Linked DNA regions of Mus musculus: region 2 is linked to region 1. The links are chromatin contacts, called in public HiChIP or PLAC-seq maps. All regions are on one chromosome and are shown on one strand. The core of a region is the stretch at or near the end of the contact, and the rest is flanking DNA. Distances in the headings are between cores, read along the strand shown. Region 1 holds the start of 8030442B05Rik (RIKEN cDNA 8030442B05 gene). Region 2 overlaps Gm31990 (a long non-coding RNA gene).

Evidence for each region. HiChIP or PLAC-seq counts read pairs in DNA pulled down with a chosen protein or histone mark.
Region 2: an H3K27ac HiChIP or PLAC-seq map of microglia shows a contact between it and region 1, with 3 times the contacts expected there. The contact joins the enhancer-like site here to the promoter of 8030442B05Rik in region 1. A contact is called at or near these places in 1 of 15 datasets of contacts at CTCF or cohesin (CD8 T cells), 9 of 484 Hi-C or Micro-C datasets (CD4 T cells, LSK cells, bone marrow-derived macrophages and 4 more) and 6 of 115 datasets of contacts at active chromatin or transcription factors (the HPC-7 cell line, embryonic stem cells, extraembryonic endoderm stem cells and 3 more).

Annotation. Positions count from the first base shown.
Region 1 is chr2:11,396,391-11,401,784 of GRCm38.p6, reverse strand. It overlaps 8030442B05Rik (RIKEN cDNA 8030442B05 gene), which reads left to right and starts at 3,285. Exons shown (of 3, transcript NR_040615.1): 1 at 3,285-3,392.
Region 2 is chr2:11,439,899-11,445,292 of GRCm38.p6, reverse strand. Gm31990 (a long non-coding RNA gene) reads left to right here. Exons shown (of 3, transcript XR_865971.1): 2 at 2,916-3,078. Among named protein-coding and RNA genes, the nearest start is that of Gm31990, 4.9 kb to the left of the region's middle. Within about 2 kb of position 3,167, at least 64 of the 459 cell types and tissues checked have an H3K27ac peak or open chromatin away from gene starts, as enhancers often do. A contact at or near this core is called in the HPC-7 cell line, LSK cells, bone marrow-derived macrophages and 2 more, where this site is marked.

The sequences.
Region 1 (5,394 bases), core at 2,036-4,535:
GTCATATGCCATCTCTTCAGGAGCTGGTTCTCTGCTTTCGCCTTGTGGGACAAGGGTCTCTCTTGTTTCTGCCACTCTGTCTTTGCCAAGCAAGCTGGCCCGTGAACCTTAAGTTGTCATAAAAATAGAAAAAGAATTTACATTCTCCTGTCAACACCTCCCATATCCCAGGGATGCTGAGACTAATTTCAAGCCACCAAATCCAGCTTTTTGTGGGATATGAGGATTGAACTCGGGTCATCAGGTTTGTGCGGCAAATGATCGCACCCCCTTAAAAGCCACCTGGCGGGTCCTTATTTTTAGCTTTTGAGAAAGAAACTGCAATAGTTGTAGTTGGCCCGGAACTTGCTACGTAGCAGAGGATACCCTTGAACTTCTGATCTTTCTTCCTCTATTGCCCACATTCTACGGCTGTGGGTGTGCATCACCAGGCCTGGCTTGCTGTTCTGTGTTTCATATATGGAAGTCTCTTCCGAAAGCTCCTGTTCTTACAGTCAGTCTGCAGCACACGTGGATTTAGCTGCTACCCTTGTTTCAGTCGTTAATTTGTTCAGACCCTCTTGGCCTTCCTTGGATGCAGAGCTCCGTGTTTCATGTTTAAACACGGAAGGTGGTAAGCGCAAAGGTAGAGAAACAGCAAGTCGCCTTATGTCACTTGGTTATTCCATGTGACCTCCTGGAATGGAGAGATTGGTGTTTGAGTTTTGAAACATCAAAACCACATGTAGTTGGAAGCATGGAGTATTTCTTTTGAAAGAGCAGATATTATCTCATGTAGAGTATTTTCACTGAAAATGAATATAAATGAAAATTTTCATTTACGAAAATATTTTTTAAAATTAATTCTTTGAGATCTTCCAACTCCTTTTAGGTCCAACCATTCTCCCTTACTTTACCTGTCCAACTTTGTGTTATCTTTTTTCAAAATTAAGTTGTGTGTGCGTGTGTGTGTGTATTTGTGAGTGTGTGTGTGTGTGTTTGTGCTCATGAGTGCAGGTGTCTATGGAGTCCAGAAGGCACCTGGTTCTCCGGAACTAGAGTTACAGGAGAGGATGAGCTGCCAAGACATGGGTGTTGAGAACCGGTTACATGGAAGAGTGGAAAGCGCTCTCAATCCTGAAATGTTTCTCCAGCCCTTAAATCATCACTCTTGGAATGGAGGAAGAGTAAGATAGATCTCATAGCTGGGCTTGGCTTGAAGAAACGTCCCTTAGACAACGTTTCTTCCCGTGCCCGTGTGTCAGTAACTCAAATGTCCCTGCTTGACTTTGCCTTTCCCTTGCTGCTCCCAGACACTAAGCAGCACCTAAGCCAAAGTGGTGGTAGATAAAGCGGGCAGGGGCACAGGTGGGTGAGGTGGGTTCTGCAACCCATGCTCCTATTTTAATATTTAAAAGGATCTATCGGGCTGGTGAGATGGCTCAGTGGGTAAGAGCACCCGACTGCTCTTCCGAAGGTCCAGAGTTCAAATCCCAGCAACCACATGGTGGCTCACAACCATCCGTAATAAGATCTGACTCCCTCTTCTGGTGTGTCTGAAGACAGCTACAGTGTACTTACATATAATAAATAAATAAATCTTTAAAAAAAAAAGGATCTATCTATCTATCTATCTATCACATCATGAGTATAGCTGTTTTGATTACATGTATGTCTGTGGAGTACCTGTATGTAGTACCCACAAATGCCAGAATGCCAGAACATGCCAGAAGAGGATACCAAATCCCCTGGACCTTGTGGGAGTCAACCCTTGGTTCTCTGAAAGAGCAGTCAGTGCTCTTAACTGCTGAGCCTTCTTTCCTGCTCAACCCAGACTTCTAGAAAGGAGTGTGTGCTTGGAAAATCTGGGAAAGGCATGGCTATTGTTTAGTGTGTGTGTGTGTGTGTGTGTGTGTGTGTGTGTGTGTGTGTGTGTGTGTGTGCGTGCACTCAATGTCATGCCTGCTGTGTGGACATCAGAGGACAACTTGTGTGCATCGCTTCCTTCATCCCCCTATGCATGTGGGGTCTGGATATTGCTCTCAGGTCTTCAGCTTTTGAAGGCATGCACCTTTTACTCAATGCCTGTCTCCTTAGCCCATAGCTCTCAAGATACAAGAGATGACTCAAGTTGTCTAGGAGTGGATTATCCTCATCTCTCTAATCCTCCAAGAAGTTAGCTGTAAGCACAAGCTTATGCTATTAGCTCTGGCTTAGCTGAACATTGACCTAGGTCCAGCACTCCTCTATGGTCCGTGGAAAGCAAGCCCGGAAGCATGTGCAGGAAAATCAGAATATGCAAATGAATGGAAATAAAAATGTAGGAAATTTGTTTAATGTCATCATCCATTGATAATTGCTATCAGGATTTTCTGCATGCAACCCTTTTTCTTATCTCTTTCTCTCTTTGTGCACAGGGGACTACAATGTATACCCTGTTTTATGATTTGTATACCTAACAACGTACGCTTGGCTTCATTCCATGGCATCGTGTATGGTCTATACCATTATGTAAAATACCTGACTTGCAGTGTTCTGTCCAGCTGTGTAATTTAACCTACATTCTATTATTGGATATTTGAGTTGGCTTAGAATTTATCTTTACTATTGAGGACAACACCTATGCAACTTACAGCCACAGCTGAGTCACTGAGCAAATGTTTAGCTATATCCTTGTGACAAATGTCTGGATGCGACTGCTGGGTCAAAGAATAGAAGTGATAGCATGCCCATCAGAGGCTGACGGGAAGTCTTATGTGTTAGTTACCGCCCTACAATAAACACCCTGCTCTGGAGTTCAGGAACTTCCAAGAGGAGTCCAGCCCCAATTCCAACCATGGCCCCTTCTTTCTTCTCCATCTTCTTGAGTGTGTTGGCCATTTTCATCCATCACAGGTAATGACAGGTGCTGCAGCTCCAAGCATTGTGGCCTCTCGTGAGAGAGCCAAGCAGGAAGGGAAGGAGCTGAGACAGTTAAGGAGAAGTCTGCAAATTCTTCCCGACAGTTGTTTTCTTCGGTGGCTTTAGGCAACTCCAACTCTTGGTCTGTTTTCAGACTAAATAGTGACTGGGCCTGAGTGGCCCCGACTTCTTTCCCCATGACTCATCTGGAAGTGGAAGCGGGGCTCAGAGCACCTGAATCTGAGCAAGTTCTTTAAACAGAGGGAATAGCCAGTCAGACACCAACGGAAGTTTTGTTAGAGAGTGTGCAGGAAATCCACTTGTTCCCCAGACTGCAGACTTCCTGAAAGCTCTGTACGACTTTTTATCGAGTACACATACTCAGGATCTCACAGGCACTGGGCATTCTATGGTGTTCACTAAAGTTTTCAGACCCCTCTAAGAAATGCTCAAGAGCATAGCTGAAGAGCACACCCCTGAAATTCTGGGAGGTTCCAAGCATTCCTGAGGCAGTAAGTAAAATTTTTTTTTTCCTGGCACTGTGTTCTGCCTGAAGCCTGATCTACAATATTTATATTTATCAAACATACTAAAAAGTTGAAAGATAATGTAAGCATCTTTTAAAATACTTTAAAATTTTATTTCTTATCAACACTATTTTTTCTTTTATTCATTAAAAGTGTCTGTGTGTGTGTACTCAGAGATGTGGGCACAGGTACTTGTGTACCATGGCTCATGGGTGGAGGTCAGAAAACAACTTTAAGTGGTTCTCAGGATGGTTAGGTTTGGAAACAAATCATTGCCAAGGAAACACCATGGACTCATGACAATCAGTTAGATCATTACTTCTTTCTCTCTCAGGACCCCTTCCATTTGCTGAGAAAAACTAACACAGCCCTGGTGTGTATACGTGTGTGTGTGTGTGTGTGTGTGTGTATGATATTAAATATATGTTTATCGTTTATATGTGTATATCTCATCAATCACACATTATATATACATATATGATATACTGATCTAATATTTACTGATAATAAATCATAAGTAAATTTATTTTAAAACAGTTCTTTGCTGTATATGCAATTCCACTATTTATTAATGGTCAATATGACTGGACACTAACAAGACAGATGTGTTTGCTTATTATGCATGTAAATCTCTGCTAAATATTGAATACTGCAGGACCCAACATCATCAACACTTTTATAGTCAGTGAGTATCCATTTTATTTTATTTTACTTTATTTTATTTTATTTTATTTTATTTTATTTTATTTTAATAGCGTTGGTTGTCCTGAAATTCACTGTGTAGACCAGGCTGGCCTCAGACTCACAGAGATCCACCTGCCTGTGCTCCCAAATTATCTTTAATTTTGAATGGGTATCTTGGCTTTGTAAGCACATGCCACTTTTCACAGATGTGTAGTTTCAAGATGGCCGCGTATTTAGTACTGCCTTAAAAACTGTTGGAAAGTCTGTCCCAATACCAAGCCAAATTCATTTAGCGATTAATAACATCCAAACGCTCAATTCAGCATTTCAAGTAGTAAATTTTGGAAATGTTTGGAAGCAGATTCTATGCCCCAGTATAGGGGAATGCCGGGGCCAGGAAGCGGGAGGGGGTGGGTAGGGGAGCAGGGTAGGGGGAGGGTATAGGGGACTTTCAGGATAGCATTTGAAATGTAAATGAAGAAAATATCTAATAAACATTGCTTAATAAAAAAAATGAAAGAAAATGTTTGGGAGCTTGCAAGATGGCTCAGTGGCTAAGAGCACTTGGCTAGGACCTGAGTTTAGTTCCCAGTACCCAAGTCAGAGGATTTACAGCTTCCTTTCTGTAAGTCCAGCTCCAGAAGATCCAACGCCCTCTTCTGGCTTCTGCAGGCACTGCATCCATATCTGCACACAGCCGTATGTGCCTATAGTTAAAAACAAATCTTTAATAAAAAAAGAAAATAAACATTTTCATACCATACATTCTCCATATATATAAATTTGATACTTAAATGCCAAGTGATGACAACAAGAAAATATTTACAGTTTTTATGTTAGTTAAACAATCGAACCATTCATTATATTTCTATAAAAGCAGATAACCTTGTGTGTATGTAAAACCACTACAATTTGTAGCATACAGTGGTCAGAATCTGAGGTGAGGTGCTTCAGGTACCATTCGCCAGCATCCTGAACTGTAGCGTGCTCAGGGCAAAGTGAGTGTGTGGTGTTTTCAGAACCAAGGCTGCAGGGAAGCTGTGGTGTGCAGTGCTAGCCGTCTCTGGTTGGTAGGAGTGCCACCATGGCCTGGAGCTCCCAGGACATTCCTGTTTTGTCTCCTGAGACCCCACAGATGGCTTGTGCTTTCCTCCCTCATGGACCGTTGCCCTCGGAGTGGGTGGACTCTGCTTACAGTGTGCAGGCCCGCAGATGGCCACGTTCCCACCAGCACTCAAACCACGTTTTGACTCGACCCAGAGAAGCTCCTTTCCTGAATATGCCCGACCGCTAACATCTGTCT
Region 2 (5,394 bases), core at 1,918-4,417, 44 kb before region 1:
AAGTGATTATAGTATGGAAAATGATGTTATAATTATAGTGAAACTAACACATATATGAAAATATCTGGAGAACATATTGCTGTGTAGTAGGATATCATCTTTCTATCTCTTCTACAATGCACAGGATAAAAGTCACATGGTGTCCTATTAGAAGAGGTCATTTAGCTTTGTAGAAGTCGGCTGGTATCTCCATATATCTATATGTGGTTTATTGGGATGACGTTGATGGCCATTTCCCACTTATCTTCATCCCAGTTTGGGGATTTGAGTCTTTTTCTGCCTAAAATGTTTGCCCTCTTTCCCCTTTCTTGTCTTTTTCCTCCTTTTTATAATTCACTGAGTTTAACTAGGGCTGTTGGTATGTACTGTGCTCAAGGTTATTTACTGAATCACAGACAACATATCTCTGAAGATAAATGACCCCTGACCCATACCAGCCACCAACTCCCAAGAGCTCCTCAGTTAGAGGTCACTTATGCCTTCTGTAAATTCCTTAGGATCATTTACAGTGTGGATATTTACATCTGTGGTGCAATTTTTAAATCATAAATCTTTCATCTTTTGAAAGAGACCTGAACTTCAGGTTTCCTTCTGTCTACTTGCTGTTTAAGCTGGGATTCCGATGCAAAGCTAGAAAAGAAATTTGCTGTCTTTTCTAGAAGACCAAGGTAGTCTTAGAAAGCACCATTAATTAGGCAGTCGCTCTTGGCGGTACTAGGTATCTAGTGGGGCAGGTATACATTTTGTTAAAGTCAGCAGTCTTGTCACTGTGGACAGCAGGATGCGGTGCCCAGGTACCCAAAGGGGGCTGGATTGGGTCTAAGCCAAATGATAGTGTCAGCCAGCAGCCAGCCTGTGAGGGATGTTCTATGGCCTGAGCTGGGATTGCACTGCATTCTTCCATTTTGGCCGCTGGTGTAGAGAAGAAAAAGGGAAAGAGAAAAGAGGGGCTGGAGAGATAGCTCAGTGGTTAAGAGCACTGACTGCTCTTCCAAAGGTCCTGAGTTCAAATCCCAGCAACCACATGGTGGCTCACAATGTCTGTAATGAGATCTGATGCCCTCTTCTGGTGTGTCTGAAGACAGCTACAGTGTACTTTTAAATCTTTGGACCGGAGCGAGAAGAAAAAAATAAGAGAGAAAGGAGATGAAGTGTTCAGCCTGGTGAGAGGAATAGGGCGGCAGCCAAGGCAGTTTGGGGGAATAGCTAGGTTGTCCAGGGATCCACCTATTTCTGCTTCCTCAGAACTGGGACTGCATGCATGAACCCCTTCCTGACTTTTTAGGTGTGTGATGGGATTGAACTCAGCACACTGCCCCCCCCCCCCCCACATGCTTGTTCAGTGAGCACTTTATATACTAAGCCACAGGTCAGATAGTAATTCATTGTTTAGTTTAGTTTAGTATCCAGAATTTGGCCAGGCCAAACATAATGATAGCTATGAGAATTGTTAGTGTCTAACAATTGTTAGCCCTAACAGGCTGGGCTCAGTCACCCATCCTTAGTGGGCCAGTTAAAGAGATAAATGCTATCAAAAAGCAGAGAAAATGGACTTATTCAGTGTGACTAAACCAAAAAGAAGAACAAAAAAATGAGCCTGAGGTCCTGACCTGATGTTTAGGTCTCAACAGAGGGCAAGAACATGCAGTCCTGGCCAGGCGGGGTTCTGCCCATATGGACCGATCAGGATTGTGCTTCCTGGTTTCTCCTGCAAGGTGTTCTGGCAAGTTGTCAGGACTATGACACCTCTTTCTGGGTGACAATCTCCCTCTATGGCTAGTACCAGGGCCCAGGCTATTCCTTATTGCAGCATGAGGCTGTGGAGAAATGTAACAATGTACCATTCTTAGAATCCATTGTTTCAACAATCTGATACCTGAATGGAGGAGAACTGTTCAAACTGTCCTATGTCCTGCCAGGGCTGTTACAATGGTGATTGATGGGGCGCTTTGCCCTGAGCCAGTACAGGCATACTTGGGAGTAGAGAACTCTGTGTTCTTTACATCAGCCGTGCTAATGATGCTCCCAGAGTGATGGTTTGGGTTGCTGCGATGCTAACGTGATGCGACTGTGTCCCTGCTTGTTCTTCTTAAGGGTGTCCAGGTTTAACAATCTGACCATAGTTGTCAATCAGCAGCAGCATCATAACTAAGGAAGCTGTTGGCAAGGATCTCAGGGCGGCCTTGACATTTAGTTTATTGTCTCCTGTATGCTCTGAGTTTCTAATAACATTGGCTTTGGTGTTTTAATGGAAAGAGCCCCGGGCCAGAAGTCAGGGAAGCAAGCTGCAGCCTCTGACTTGCTAGTAATGAGCTGTTTTGGAGTGGGCCACATAAGCTTAGAAAAAAATCTGGTCCTTTACTGCCTGCCATCGTGACTCAATCTTGAGTTCTCTTCTGAATTTGAGAGTTCAGGGTCTATGTATGAGCTCAGTTTGGCTCCCATTCTCAGTACCGAGACTCTGATGTTGAGGCTGGAGCTGGAGAGGGATCCTCAGTCTGTAAAGTGAGTCTCCAGGAAGCACAAAGGCCCGGGTATGATCTCCAGAACAGATGTGAAAACGCTGGCCATGGATGCTTCGGATTCAGGACCAGAGAGGCAGAGAGGATCCTGGCGGTCACTGTCACTCAGTCTAGCCCAGCTGATGAGCTTCAGGTCAAAGGAAGTGGAGGCCTTCCTGTATAGACGATACCCTGGGTGTTCTCTGGCCTCTGAGTACACACGCATGAACACACATGCGCACACACACACACACACACACACACACACACACACACACACACACACACGTCCCTGTAATATTTCTCTGGAGATAATTTAAAATTATTCTTTTCCTGGATGTCTTGACCCAGTTTCTATTAAACTAGAGGATATGAAGTCCTAGGAACTAATTGAACCTTTTCTTTCCATTATAGGAAGGGATGAACTCCTATGAAACCCTGAGACACGTCGGTCAGTCAACCGGTTTTAGTCTTTGCCAACCATTATTGGAGAAGAGAAAAGCTGTGCAAAGTACACAGAGGAAATTCTGTCTCTATCTGTCCTCAGCTGGGCCCAGGGTTGTGGCATCACCGTCAGGTTTGTAATGCTTCCTCAGAGTCTGTCTCCCAGATAAGCTGTCATGTGAGTCAGGGAGAGCAATGGCCACACCTCTTTTCTCATGAGATGCTCTGTGTTATAAGTGGGCCGTCTGCATTCATTGCCTGCCTCAATGAGGTGGAACCTCTCCCCCAGACATTCAATGCAGGCAAAGATGTTGCAACCCTGAAGCTTCATTTAGAAACTATTCGGCAAGTGGAAATCTGTAGTCAGAGAAGGCTTGTCACGTGCATCTACCCATAAGAAGGGAAGTACAAGGCCCATTAACTGCATTAGATTCAGCTCAAAGAGACCTGGGGGCAGGAAGCCTGGAGGCAAGACAGAAACAAAGAGAAACTTTTCAAAAGTTTTTCAGTTGATTGCTACATATCTCCATTCCTCATTTCAAAAGTAAACACTGTACCTTTTCAGGGTCTTGGAGGTGGCTACATTGGCGAGTGCTTGACCTGAAAGCCTGATGCCCTGGTTCACTGTGTGTTCAGAATCCCAACCATTGGGGAAGAGACAGCCAATCTCTGGGGCTCACTAGCTAACTAGCCTAGCTTAGTTGGTGAACCCTATGCCATTGAGAAGTCCTGTCACAGATTCAACAAAAAGGCACACAATGAATGGCATCCCTATGAAAGACATCCGGAGTGGTCCTCTGGATTCCACACATGCGCATATGCACTGGCACATGTGTGCCAACCCACCCCAGCAGGATCTGGTCTGTTGAGTCTGGAGTGTATGATAACCATTGATTACCTAGGAATCTGAGATCAGGGTGGTTCAGGAAGCTGTGTGGGTTGGACTTTTTTGATCTTCACTCCAGGAAAAAGAAACAAAGCACACTGAGTCATTTATCTTCACCATAGCTAATAAAGGTAGTGGGTTCCTTGCAGCCGTGTTTACATTCTTATTTTGAAACTATGACAGCAGAAAGCCAGACATGACTTTTGGCAATACAACTCTTAGAATGGTCAAGATGGGATGCAATTAAGGACTTTTTAAAAAATATGACCATGTGCAGAGGTACGCCCAGCATGCTCCAGGATAGGACAAGTCAGAAACAAGGGAACAAAGCATTCACAGGATGGTAAATCACGGCGTGTTCTGAACATTCTGTACCATGGAATATTGAGCATCTTGGGTCATCTCTCCAGACACACCTGCTATGAGAATTTCTATGTGCATGGTTATTATAGAAGAGTTCCTAGGACAACCTAGTAAAGGCTTAGGGATGCGGAACATGAAGGCAGAAGAAGTGAGCCAGGGTGTGTTGTTCAGATAAAGTCTTGGCATCTACCTGGTTCCTTTGGGGGATCTGGAGTATAAGCTATGTTAACTAGAGACCAGGAGCCGAGTTTCCTAATCTGTCAGGCTCTCCCAAATCTTGGTGCTTTCAGAAAAATGGTTCCAGAGGCCCAAGAGCGGGTCTTGAAAGAGCTGTAGGCAGACACAGCTGAGAATTGAAACGATGGAAGGGTGAAGGGAAAAGAGCAAAGTCTTTTACTATGGAAACATGGAAACCTATGACTGACGGCTCTGAGATGATCAGAGAGAGAGAGAGAGAGAGAGAGAGAGAGGGAGAGGGAGAGATCGAATGTGTGTGTCTGTCATAGAAAATCTGTTGGTGTGTCTGTGCATGTGGAAAATAGAGGTTGATATTAAGATGTCTTTCTCAGTCACTTTTCTACATTGTTATCAATTTTTTTTGAGGCAGGGTCTTTCAGTCAACTTAGAGCTTGTCATTTCAGCCAGCCTGGCTGGCCAGTGATCTTAACTAATCCACTTGTCTCTGCCCCCCACTCAGGCCAAAGTTCTTTATGAGCACTGCAAAAAAAAAATGTTACTGAGTATGATTTTATTTTGTTTTTAAAATGAAAAATGTATATATGTAATTGTGTGCATGTAAAAAAAAAGTCTGAGAGGAAATCGACCCCAATAGTAATTCTGCTATGTGGAACACTCCTCCATTGCTGGTGGGATTGCAAGTTGGTACAACCACTCTGGAAATCAGTCTGGCGGTTCCTCAGAAAATTGGATGAAGTTCTACTGGAAGATCCAGCAATACCACTCCTGGGCATATACCCAGAAAATGCTCTAACCTGTAATAAGGACATATGCTCCCATATGTTCATAGTAGCATTATTTATAATAGCAAGAAGCTGGAAAGAACCCAGATGTCCCTCAATAGAGGAATGGATACAGAAAATGTGGTACATTTATACAATGGAGTACTATTCAGCTATTAAAAACAATGAATTTATGAAATTCTTAGACAAATGGATGGATCTGGAGGATATCATCCTGAGT